Regions from separate parts of the Mus musculus genome. Here all the other regions are linked to region 2. Evidence: chromatin contacts called from public Hi-C data. All regions are on one chromosome and are shown on one strand. Each heading gives the region's core, a stretch centred on a gene start, on an enhancer-like site or on the middle of the called end of the contact. The rest is flanking DNA. Distances are from core to core; before and after follow the strand shown.

Evidence for each region. A called contact is a pair of places that touch in the nucleus more often than the background predicts.
Region 1: a contact with region 2 is called in a Hi-C map of bone marrow-derived macrophages, with 35 read pairs. The contact joins two enhancer-like sites. A contact is called at or near these places in 1 of 484 Hi-C or Micro-C datasets (bone marrow-derived macrophages) and 4 of 115 datasets of contacts at active chromatin or transcription factors (bone marrow-derived macrophages, embryonic stem cells and pancreatic cancer cells).
Region 3: a contact with region 2 is called in a Hi-C map of bone marrow-derived macrophages, with 31 read pairs. The contact joins the promoter of Smim38 here to the enhancer-like site in region 2. A contact is called at or near these places in 2 of 484 Hi-C or Micro-C datasets (bone marrow-derived macrophages and embryonic fibroblasts), 6 of 115 datasets of contacts at active chromatin or transcription factors (bone marrow-derived dendritic cells, bone marrow-derived macrophages, embryonic stem cells and 2 more) and 3 of 9 other capture datasets (adipose tissue, embryonic trunk and liver).

What each region holds. Positions count from the first base shown.
Region 1 is chr7:145,185,386-145,189,339 of GRCm38.p6, forward strand. It overlaps a transcript of Tpcn2 not described here. Among named protein-coding and RNA genes, the nearest start is that of Gm45181, 20 kb to the left of the region's middle. Within about 2 kb of position 2,611, at least 11 of the 459 cell types and tissues checked have an H3K27ac peak or open chromatin away from gene starts, as enhancers often do. A contact at or near this core is called in bone marrow-derived macrophages, where this site is marked.
Region 2 is chr7:144,990,272-144,994,147 of GRCm38.p6, forward strand. No RefSeq gene overlaps it. Among named protein-coding and RNA genes, the nearest start is that of Ccnd1, 52 kb to the left of the region's middle. Within about 2 kb of position 1,675, at least 19 of the 459 cell types and tissues checked have an H3K27ac peak or open chromatin away from gene starts, as enhancers often do. A contact at or near this core is called in bone marrow-derived dendritic cells and bone marrow-derived macrophages, where this site is marked.
Region 3 is chr7:145,205,756-145,209,586 of GRCm38.p6, forward strand. Smim38 (small integral membrane protein 38) reads right to left here and starts at 2,364. Exons shown (of 3, transcript NM_001369202.1): 1 at 2,271-2,364; 2 at 1,174-1,250; 3 at 68-826. The coding sequence starts at 253. The coding sequence ends at 98. It also overlaps a transcript of Tpcn2 not described here. RefSeq lists an enhancer at 1-1,941.

The DNA.
Region 1 (3,954 bases), core at 1,361-3,860, 200 kb after region 2:
TGAGTTCCAGGACATCCAGGACTACAGAGAGAGCCCTGTCTTAAAAGAGAAAGAAAGAAAGTGGGAGGGAGGAAAGAAGGAAGAAAGAAAGAAAAACGAGAAGGAAGGAAGGAAGGGAGGGAGGGAGGGAGGGAGGGAGGGAGGGAGGGAGGGAGGGAGGGAGGGAGGGAGGGAGGGAAAAAGGAAAAGAAAAGGCCCAGCTGTCTGAATTTTAACCCAATCTTTGTAAGCTGTGACCCAATTGAGTGAATCCCCAGGCATTCTGAGCCTTAATCTATGAAACTGGATGAGCCAATGCTACTGTAAGACTAAAATGTGGCATCAAGGAAGGGATAAATATATGTGACTAACAGGGGAGTTTCAAACTAGATCAGGATCCTGAGTTCATATCCCACACTGGTACTCATTGGCTATGAGGCTCAAGCTAGTAAATTTACCTAAACCAAGTCACTTTTCATGTATGTGTGTAATATGCATATGTGTGTGCATGTTTTTGCATGAGCACACGTGTATGCACACGTGCATGTACATGACGCATGTAGAAGCCTGAAGCTTCTGTTGGAAACCATCTTCAACCACTCTTTGACCTTAGTCACTGAGGCAGGGTCTCTCAATCAAACCCAGAGCTCACCTGTGTGGCTGGCTAGTCTTGCTCTGGGGATCCTTCTTCTCCACCTTCTGAGGCTGACCCCAACCTTTGGGGCATTTCCATGGATTTCTGGGGTCCTGAAGTCCATTCCTTACAGTTGGGCAGCAATCACGTGAACCACTCAGCCATTTTTCCATCCCACTTAAAAAAGGAAAGAAAGTTCAAACAGATCCTGTCTTACTAAGTTTTGACATTTTGTTTTCCTCTCCCACAGTATATAAGCAACATTCATTCAATAGAAACTATTTCAGGGCTGGGGATGTGGCTTGGTTGGTAGAGTGCCTGCCCAGCATGCACAAGGCTTTCCTCAGCACAACAGAAACCCAGTATGGTGGCACAAACCTGTCATTCCAGCACTGGGGAGGTGGAGGCAGGAGGATCAGAAGTTTAGGGTCACCTTTGGTTACATACCTAGTGTATGGTGAGTGTGAGCTACAGGATACCCTATGCAAAACAAAACAACAACAAAAACAAAACAAGTGTACTTGCGGTTTGAGTTTGCTGTCTCCTCAGGCCAGGGGTAGATATGCAGTCTGAACTTCTCCCACATTTCAGCACAGCAGAGTGACCCCGACTTCAGCCAGGGGCCACGGGGTGGGAGAGGGTGAGAGATTTTGACTCACTTTCCAGTCCTGGTGCGTTTAGCCTGAAGTGGGCTTCCGGGAGGGGATCCCATTGAGAGTCGAGGAGTATCTGTATATTCCAGGAAGGGGGAATTCCCATTCTGGCCAGGCTTCAGGAATGGAGTCACTCACAGTGTCACGGAAGTGGCATCTGGACGGGTTTGCTACAGACTGACTCTGGCTCCTCTCATCTCCTGCCTACCTGCACAGCCCAACACCACGACCATAAGAACTGGTCAGAAGACAGGACCACCTTTTATGGAACCACTGTGGGGGCCTTCTCTGTAGGCAGTCCAGTGTTCCACAAAACTCACCAGACCCACAAACATGACCCCTCAGATTCACGTCCTCTTGGACCCTCCTCTCCCTGAATGAAGGAAAAGTCAAGCAAGGATGCCAGTGTTTTTTGCCACCTCCCTCACATGCCACTTTGAAACACCCAGAAATGCAGCCCAAGCCTAGGGTCAATGCATATGGGGCAGTTTGTGCAGAGGAGTTGAGGGCCCAGAGATGTACCATGCCCACCCTCCAACTTTTCCCAGGGGAACCCCACTACCACTAAATGGTGGGAAACCATACCAACCATCAATAGACCATAAGTCAGCTCCAGACATTGCAGAACTCAAAAGTCAAGGTCCCTTCATTCAAGGATAGCATAGACGCTCTAAGCATCATTCTCAAGCAAGAAACAGAAGCAAGTGTTCCCAGCATCCACACAAAGAGCTGGGTGTGGCAACTCTGTCCTGTAATCCTAGTGCCAGTAAGATGGAAGGCAGAGAGAAGTGTATCCCCAGAAGCCTGGGGGCAGATAGTCTGGCCTATGTGAAGTTCCTGGCTAAGTTCAATGAGAGAACCTACCTCACACAAAAGGGGGAATGCACATAAAGAGAGAAGCTGGAACTGTGCTCTGACCTCTACACTGCACCACCCAGGTCTACACCTGCACCCACAGAGATGCAGCATACGAACACACATACACACACTGCATAATACATGCACATACACACACATAGATGCATAATACATGCACACACATTTGACACCATACAAAAATGCCTAATACATACACATACACAAATGCGTGCACACATGCATATGCACACATATACACACAGAAATGTATACATACATGCATACCCACAGATATACATGCATGTAAACACACACAGACGTGCATGTGTGTAAAAACACATACACACGAAATTGGAACAAACATAAAAAGAGAGATATGAGACAGCACTAGACAAATCTCAGCCAGTGATGTCCCCACAGGGTGACCAGTAGTGCTGGCCACCCAGGAGGCTCCATCTGTGCCAGGCACTTCCTTACCAAGCTACTCCTCCCTCCCCATGAGGTCAGCCTGTGGTTATCTCCGGAGATGCTGATTCACCAAAAACAATGCTAAATTCAGACTCAATTAACTTGACCTTTGCTCTCAAATTGCTAAAGGCTCTTCTGGAGAATCCAAACTGGAGCAGAAGCTCCTGTGTTGGGTGTCTAGGAACCCCACAGAGATCTCTGTGAGATCAATACAGGAGATAATAATATGTTTTGTTCCCATTTCTAGGAAGGGGTAAAGTGTCCACACTTTGGTCTTCCTTCTTCTTGAATTTCATGCGTTTAGCAAGTACCCCTTCCTAGAAATGGGAACAAAACACCCATGGAAAGAGTTACAGAGACAAAACTTGGAGCTGTGACAAAAAGATGGACCATCTAGTGATTGCCATATGCAGGGATCCATCCCATAATCAGCTTCCAAATGCTGACACCATTGCACACACTAGCAAAATTTTGCTGAAAGGACCCAGATATAGCTCTCTCTTGTGAGACCATGCTGGGGCCTAGCAAATACAGAAGTGGATGATCACAGTCAGCTATTGGATGGGTCACACGGCCCCCAATGCAGGAGCTAGAGATATTACCCAAGGAGCTAAAGGGAACTGCAACCCTATAGGTGGAACAACAATATGAACTAACCAGTACCCCGGAGCTCTTGTCTCTAGCTGCATATGCATCAAAAGATGGCCTAGTCGGCCATCACTGCAAAGAGAGGCCCATTGGACTTGCCAACTTTAGATGTCCCAGTACAGGGGAACGCCATGGCCAAAAAGGGGGAGTGGGTGGGTAGGGGATTGGGGGGGGTGGATATGGGGGACCTTTGGGATAGCATTGAAAATGTAAACGAGGAAAATGCCTAATAAAAAAATTAAAAAAAATAATGTTTTGTTCACTAAGAACCCAGTACACAGAAAAAAGTGTGAGAAACTGTGTCAGACGTCAGAGACATTCATGTTCTCACCCAGAAGGAAAGGGTTCAAGCCACTCTGATGATGTCAAGACTTGATTTTACATTTTGGATGGCGGAACCACAACTCTGACCCTCTAACCCCATCCTGACCTGGGAGAGAAGATCAGTCCTTGGGCAGAGCCAGCGTCACCAGTGCATCCCCTGGAAAATAAAAGGCCGCTCTGGAAACCATCAGAAAACATTAAAGACTAAAACTACATTTGGAGCCATCACAGTTCGGGGGAGTGAGTCCATTCTGTTGAGAGCTGCTGTAGATAAGGGGTCTGTTTATTGAATTAGGTAGGGAAATGAAGAAAATATCCTGAAATTCATGGCTGAAAATATTCCATTTCTGAACCAAGACTGTTTGCTGTTAAAAGGGAGGAGTGGCCTGG
Region 2 (3,876 bases), core at 425-2,924:
ATCAGGACTGTGAGTTATGCCAACCATGGAGTCCTTATAGATCATAGGCATCTTCTCATGGGAGATCAACAGGCCTCTATCTGGGGTTGTTGATCCCCCATAATAGAGTAGAGTGGAGTAGACTCTACTATGACTTTTGGAACCCAATTTAAAGAGGGGTGACTATAGCTTGGAAGTCCTTGTGAATAGAGAGACCACTGTGCCTCTCAGACCTTCCCACTGGAGGGACATAGCTGAAGGATGTCCCCAGGATCAACCAACAGAACATTTTGTCCATCAAGTCAGAGAGTGGGGCCTGGGAGGAGAGGCACAGCAGGGAGAACGACTGGCCCAGCTCCCTGCCCAGCCCCACAACAGGGGACTTGGTGACCTGAAGCATGAGGGACAGTCTATCTCAGCCCCATGCTGACTGGGCACCAAGGATCCCAGACAGTGAAGACAGCAGGTACAGAAGAAGTGAACTCCTATGGAAATGAAGTTAGCAAAAGAAAGAGGATTTGAAACAAGCAAACCATATACCATCTCCTAGTTTCATTTCTGTTACTGTGACAAAATACCCTGGAAAAAGCAACTCAAGGCATGAAGGGGCTGTTGCTCACACAATTCTAGGTTACAGTCCCATTATGGAAGTGAAGTCACTGAGGCAGGAGCTTGAGACATCTGGTCACATGATACCTATAGCCAAGAGCTGAAGGAACACCTCCATGTTACCTACTTCCCTCTACCTTCCTCATGCTCTGTACAGTTTGGAACTCTGCCTAAGGAATGGAGCCACCGCAAGTGGGCTAATTTTTCTCATATCAACCAACAGTCAAAATAGTTTCTCATAGAAATGCCTATAGGCCAACTTGATCTAGATAATCCCTCATTGAGATTTTCTTCCCAGATTATTTTAGGTTGTGGCAAATAGGCTTTTAAAACTAACCACGGTGTGTATACAAACACACATGCATACACATGCCTGCAAGCCCACACACACATGCACATGCATTCATATGTGCACACAGATCTATTCTCATGACATCCCAGAGGCATTGTCTGGGTTAATTCTAACAGACAGAGATGAAACCTAGGGCTCCAAGCCACAGTTTACAGTTGAAGGATTTCCCCAGAATCCAGAAGCAAAGGAGCAGAAGACATGGTCACTTGTTTTAGTGCCTCCTACAGAGTGTGCAAGAAGGTTAGATGAACAAACAGAATGCAGGCACAGGGGAGGAAGACCACGGCAGAGTTGAAAATGCAGGGTTGTGATCACACAGGATGTTAGTAATCTTGATGGACGGCTTGATAGGACTGAGATAGCTTAGGATACAGTGGGCATGGACAAGTGGGTACATCTCTTACTGTGTCTGAGGGTTTATCTTCACCCGTGCTGAGTTCTAATCTGACTGCTTTATTAGGAGGTGAGGGCAGATGGCAGAAGCTACTCAGATGTAGATATTGCTTAAGTCTCCTGGGTTTGATCTCTAAACTCCAGTCTTTTAGACGGCCCCAGGGAGTTTACCTGTGAATGATGTCGTATGGTGTTTAGAATGATCAATGCCCACCAAAGGCTCTGACATTTGAATACCTGGTCCCTGGTTGGCAGCTTTTTGGAGAGGCTTGAGAGGTGTGGACTTACAGGAAGAAGTGTGTCACTGGGGGTAGTGTGTCACTAGGGGCAGTGTGTCACTGAGGGAAGTGTGTCACTGGGGGAAGTGTGTCACTAGGGGCAGACTTTGAGGTTTCAGTCAGTCACCATTCCCAGTTCACACTCTCTCTCTACTTTCACTCTCTCTTTCTACTTTCTTCTCACAGTTTGACAAGTGAGCTCAGCTGTTCCATCTGTCATGACTGCCACCTGCTGCCATGCTGTGTCATTATTATGGGCCCCAAACCCTGAAACCATAAGCCCAAGTAAACTCTTCTTTCCATGAGTTGCTTTAGTAGTGGTTTTTGTATAGCAATAGAAAAGCAACTAATTCTGTCAGCTAAGTTTTCTAATTAGTGACAAGTGCAGAGGTTTTCATGGCCATGTATGTGACCCTGGCTCCTTCCCCCAGTAGGTACAAGTGGGTATCCCCTCTCCAGCAGCTGCAGCTGCCAACATGCGGGGGGGGGGCACCTGTAAGGGCTACTTGGATGGCAAGTGATATTTCAGGTTATAAAGTGGAACCCTGTTTGTGTGTGCTGCTGCACTTGGGGATGCTGGGCCAGGCCTAGGAGGCAGTGGCTACATGGACAGCGGGAGAGCCTCTCTGCTGGGTGGGTCATCATGCTTTGGCAGTTCTCGGACCACTCAGATGTAATGGTAGTCTTTCTCATTGGCAGAATGAACTACACTCTGGAAAAGTCCCCGGGTTCCGGTGCTTTCCAAATTCGTAGGGGATTTTGGAATGCACGGGAATCAGGCCCATCTTGGCTCAATACCATGTCCAGCAGCCAGGGTTGAGTGTTCTTTGGGTCAATGGATATGTGTACCAATCTGTACCTCTCTTGCACATAGAGGAAGATCCTGGAGCCCTGGCTTTGCTGGGTGATCAGGAATCCCCTTATTTATTTGGTTGAGGACATGACTCAAGTAGGGCCTAGGGTCTTCCACACCCCTCAAATCTAATGCATGCACCTAATGCTTATAACTATACACTCCTCCTTGCCTGTGTGTATCTTTGTATGTATGTTTATACCTGTGCATGCATAGTCAGAGGTCAGTCTCGGGTGTCTTCCTCATTTTCTGAGACCAGGTCTCTCTCGGATCCTAGGTCTCACCTATTCAGTTTGACTCTCTGCACAGTGAGCCCCAGGAACCCACTTACCTCCGACTCCCCAGCAATGGGATAGCAGGTGCACATTGCTCTGCCTGCCTTTCATGTGGGTGTTGGGCATCCAAATTCGGGACCTCATGCTTGTGTAGGAATCAATTACCAACTAAGCCCCTCCCCAGCTCAATGCCCTCCTTCTCCATCCATTTCCTCTTGCTTATCTTTATTCTTTCAGTCACCCTTTCACTCACTACTCAAGGGCTCACAGTGTGCATGCTGCTCTTCTGGCTAGGGCGTGTGGGATTTCTAGGTTTTGATGAAGGTGTGACTCAGAGGCGAGGGGAACCATAGGCTGCTGCCCAGATGGAACAGAGTGGGCCTGGGCCTCCTCTAGCTATGTCTGCATTAGTACCACCTAGATGGCATCTTGGGACTGAGACTCCAAGCCTGCATGGGGAGTTTCATTTGGCCTGGGGCCTCAATTGCCTCTGCCCAGTCAAAGCAGCCTGCCTGTTATGAAGCTGTTCCAACCTCATTGTTCTGTGGGGAAAGATGGCTGCCCCATGGTCTCCCTTCTGGGACAGTTGCTATCTAGAGGCAGGGTCTAGCCTCTGGAGTTGGGATCCTCGTCATCTATGGGATGGCCCTCCTCTGAAGCTCTGCCCCGCAGTCTGGTTGGCTGGCACTGTTCTACAGTGTGTAGTGGGGCCTGCACAATAGCTTCCCTCTCTCGTTGCCAGCCTGGCCTGTGAACAGGGCTCTGTTGATGCCTGGCTGCTCTCACTCCCAAAGAATTCAAAAAATGGTCCCATGTGTGAATGTGCATCCTGAGACTGTTGGGCAACTGCCTAGAGTGGGGTCTTGGAAGGCAGAGAGTGCCACCGCTGGTCACTGGGCTGTCACATTCATAGGAATCTGGACTGGGCTTGATGATGGTGGTGGCAAGAGTCAAGGGGATGTGAAGAAAACTCAGGCCATTAGCTCCCTGATGGCTGCCTGACATCATGATTGGTTGGACAGAGATGCTACCCTACCAGGCCAAGTAGATCGTCTCCCTAAGCCTCACTATGGAAGCAGAGTCAGGAGGGCTCCTGTACAGCACATTTTATTTTTTTTCAAAGATCTTGGCCTCAGC
Region 3 (3,831 bases), core at 1,114-3,613, 220 kb after region 2:
ACAGGTGGGTGTCCCACTACCTCCTGCCAACCCACAGAAGGATGATAGAGCCACAGCACACAACCTTCTAGATTGGGTCTTTATTGTGCCCCTTGGCTTACTCTTCCTTGGGTTTGCCAGGATGAGGCCGGGCCAGCCTATAGTCCATATAGGTCCCCAGACAGGACCACAGTATGAAGCGTACCAGGAGAATGACAACCAGGAGCACCATGAGTGGGTCAGAGCCAGCAGTGTCCCCCAGCCAGGAGGCCATACTGAGGAGGGAGGCCACCATGCAGGGTATAGCAGTAGCAGCAGCCTCGCTGGAGCCTGATCTCAGCCCTGCCTGCCTGCCTGCCGGTGGCCCCTTCTGAAGGACAGATCCGTGCAGTCCACAGCCAGTCCTTCCCACCGCACTGGGCCTCCCCGCCTGTGAGGAGGACAGTTGGGGCTATAGGCGGCCTCCTTGGTCAAGAGGCCCGTGTACCATTCATGGGGAGCTAAGCACTCCGTGCACCGACAATGGCAGCATTGTCCAGAGGCCCTGGCCGCGGGAGGCCTGCGGGAGCCCGCCTCCCGTGCTGTCCCCGCGGCCCCTGCCTGCCAGGCTGACGTAATCCCCAAACATCTCCCGGCGGCAGCTGCAGGGCGAAGCGGCCGCCTCCTCCAGGCCTTTCCGGCTGCCGCAGACAATCGAGCCCTTTCTCTCCCCAATTAGCTATCACTTCTGGAGGCCAGCACGGTCCGAGGCTGGGCGGGCTGTACAGCAGCAGCAGCAGGCCCGCACCGAGCAGGGGCCACGAGGCTTGCAGGGAGGCCCGGCCCAGCAGGGAGGGCGGCAGGGAGACTGTGCGATTGAAAAGAGGAGAGAGGCACAGAGAGGGGGGGAACAGTCGGCTGGAGCCCAGAGGCGACCCCAGACATGGCTCAATTAGCACACAGGCTGTGCGCTGAGTCCCTAAGGCTGCCCCAGCCTGTAGTAGCATGGGGGTAGTCAACACAGACCGCCCCAGAAAGGGTCTGGAACCTGGAGGAGTGGGTTTAATCTCCCTCTCACAACCCCGGGAGGGCAACCTCTAGAGATGGGCTGAGCACCACCTACCCCAGCTCCATAGGAGGTTTATGGGAAGGAACCCCTATAACCCACTTCCAGCTTCCCACGCAGGGCTGTTGGCTGATTAGCCTGGGACTCACTGAGTGTCGGTGAGGAAGATGCTCACTTCCTTAGACCTCAGGTTCCTCTCTGGGAAATGAGGTCAGAGCCCCCTGCTCTGAAAGACAAAGAGAGAATACTTAAATAGGCCCAGCACCCTTAGAGCAGCCGCTCTGAGGACACACCTCCAGAATTTTCCAGAAAAACAGCATCTGTCTGCCAGTTACATGTGCTCATACATACACGTGTGACCACACGCATGTGAGGACTCTGTCCCCCTGTGTGAGCTACTCTGGCCCGGACCCTGTCCCCAGTCTGGCCCCTCACAGCTGAGGTCTCCTTAGATGAAGAAAAAACTGGCTTGCTCTCCCCTACTTCTAATGCCAACCCTGTGTCCCACTAAGCAGGACCTCACCTGCAGCCAGGGGCACTGGGAGAAGTAAGAATACTTGGCCACAGGGTCCTTCCTGGACTTTCAGCCCAAGTTGTCTCACCCGGAAGCAGTCCAACAAGCCATGAGACATGCAAGGGGGCCTTCCACGTGGAGAATTGTAGCCTATCACTGGTCGCCTCTCTCTATTTCTGAACTCTTTCCTTCATGGCATTAAGAGTATTCACCCTGTATAGCCTTTCTAGAAGATTTCAAATAACGACAAACACAAAGGACTGGCAGGCAGCACATCATAGAATGGGAAGTGGAGATTTTGAGAATGGTGCCAATTTGAGGATTCCACAACACTAACGCCAAGTGTGCCAGAGGTATGTAAGTTCCCTGTGTCCACCCTCCGCCTCTCACGCTGCAGTTGGTACATCCCTGGGACTGACCGAGGTTGTCTCCCACTCTGCAGTGCCAGGCCACCCAGTCCAGCACTCAGGACAACATTCTTGAAACATTCCTGGGTTTGCTTTTCTAACGCTCCAAATGTAAGTGAGGATCTAGAAATTAGGAGCCAGGCCTAACCAGAAATTACACCAAACATTTCCTCCTCAGGGGTTTCTGGAATGTCTCAGACAGAAGGCTTTGCTCACTTACCAAAGGAACCCAAGTGAATCTGGGGTGAGAGTCCCCCAATGGATGCCACCATGCTCTTGGGAAGGGAAGAAGCCAAGGGCTTACCTTAGCCAGCATTTCACTCACCTGAGAGGCCACATCTCCGGGTGAGGCTTTCTTGGAAGCCGAAGCTGTCTGACTTGAGCATGGCCACCAGCTCGGGCCTATTACTGGTGGAGCCAAGGTGGCCTTGAACAAAGCTCTGTGTTTATCAAGCACACCATCAGATAGGGAAAGTCAATATTGTCCCAGGTCACATGGCATCAAGACACAGGAGACTCTGGGGTCAAGGAGGCCTGACCCTTCCTGCTCATATGCCTCTGGGAGTCAGCAAGCATAAAGTCTGCCGTGTGTCCTTCAGGGAAGCAAGTGTTGGCCCTCCTAGCTGCTCCTAGCAGAGGAGGTCAGTGGGATGCTGGAGGATGAAGTCAGGGAGGATGGAGAAAGCATAGGAAGAAGCAAGACACAGATGGAGACAGTAAAGACACAGCTTCTCTGCCTGGAGGACACCAGGGTGCTCTCCACTGTGGTAAAAGGGACTCTCTGAGTCACCCACAACTGATGATGAGCATGGTCTGTGCTCTTCCTGGTCCACTAGGGTCTCGCCAGCCTCGGTATTGGGACCACAGGAACTGTCCCCTGGGCAAATTTTTACCAAACCTTGACCATACAATAGATGGGCTCTTGGTCCCCTGGACTAACTCAAGGGTACACAGCCACCAGACATCCCCAAATTGGGTGGAGAAGGCCAAAAGTCAACCCTCTTTTTATGGCTTCCTCCATCCCCACCTTCCTGTTTCCTAGATTTCTCACCGACCTCTTGGACCACCACATCCAGAATCACCTGCTATTGGACACAGCTCAAAGCAACATGAAAGACCCAGAGATAAGTAGTGTTTGCTATGGTATTCAGAGTTCAGTCATGAAGGCTCTTGTCCCTTGTCACAGAGAACAGATCAGGGGACTCTGGCTATCTTCAAGGCTTGAAGAATCCACAGTGACTTCCTACACCTACATGTTCAAGCATTGAAGTGACAGGGACAGGTCCTTGCTCACTGTTCCCTGATATTTGCCAGGTATAAGTCCAGTCACTAGTGAGGCCAGTGGAAGGCTGGTGTGAAAAGCAGAGGGGGTTCCAGCTCCTGCCAACTGTGGCAGTGAGCTTGTGATCTTTCTGACTCCATGTCCCCAGAGCTGGGATCATAAGAGTGTGTCACTATACTTGGCTTTTTTGCACAGGTTCTAAGGATAAAACTTGAGTCCTTACTCTTGTGTTGCCAGCTCTTTACCAACCAACCAATCAACCAAACTGTCTCCCCAGCCCAGTGCTCACTTCCTTTATATCCTGGCCCCTACAGCCTCTGAAGTCTCCCATGTCTATATCATGACTCTCACATGTCCCCTGGTTTCATGTGGTCCGAGGCCTCCAGGGCAGGTTAAAGGAAACCCACATTGCATTAGACCTGATTCTGCCAAACTGTGCTGCCTTGAGCTGGGCTAAGAGTAGGCCTTCCCAGCCAGTGTCAGTAACTACTGTTACTGGCATTTCTTCTCAACATTTGTTTTAAACTATATTTATGGGTGTTTTTGCCTGCATGTATGTCTGTGCACTATGTGTGTGCAGTGCCCACAGTACCCAAGAGGACAT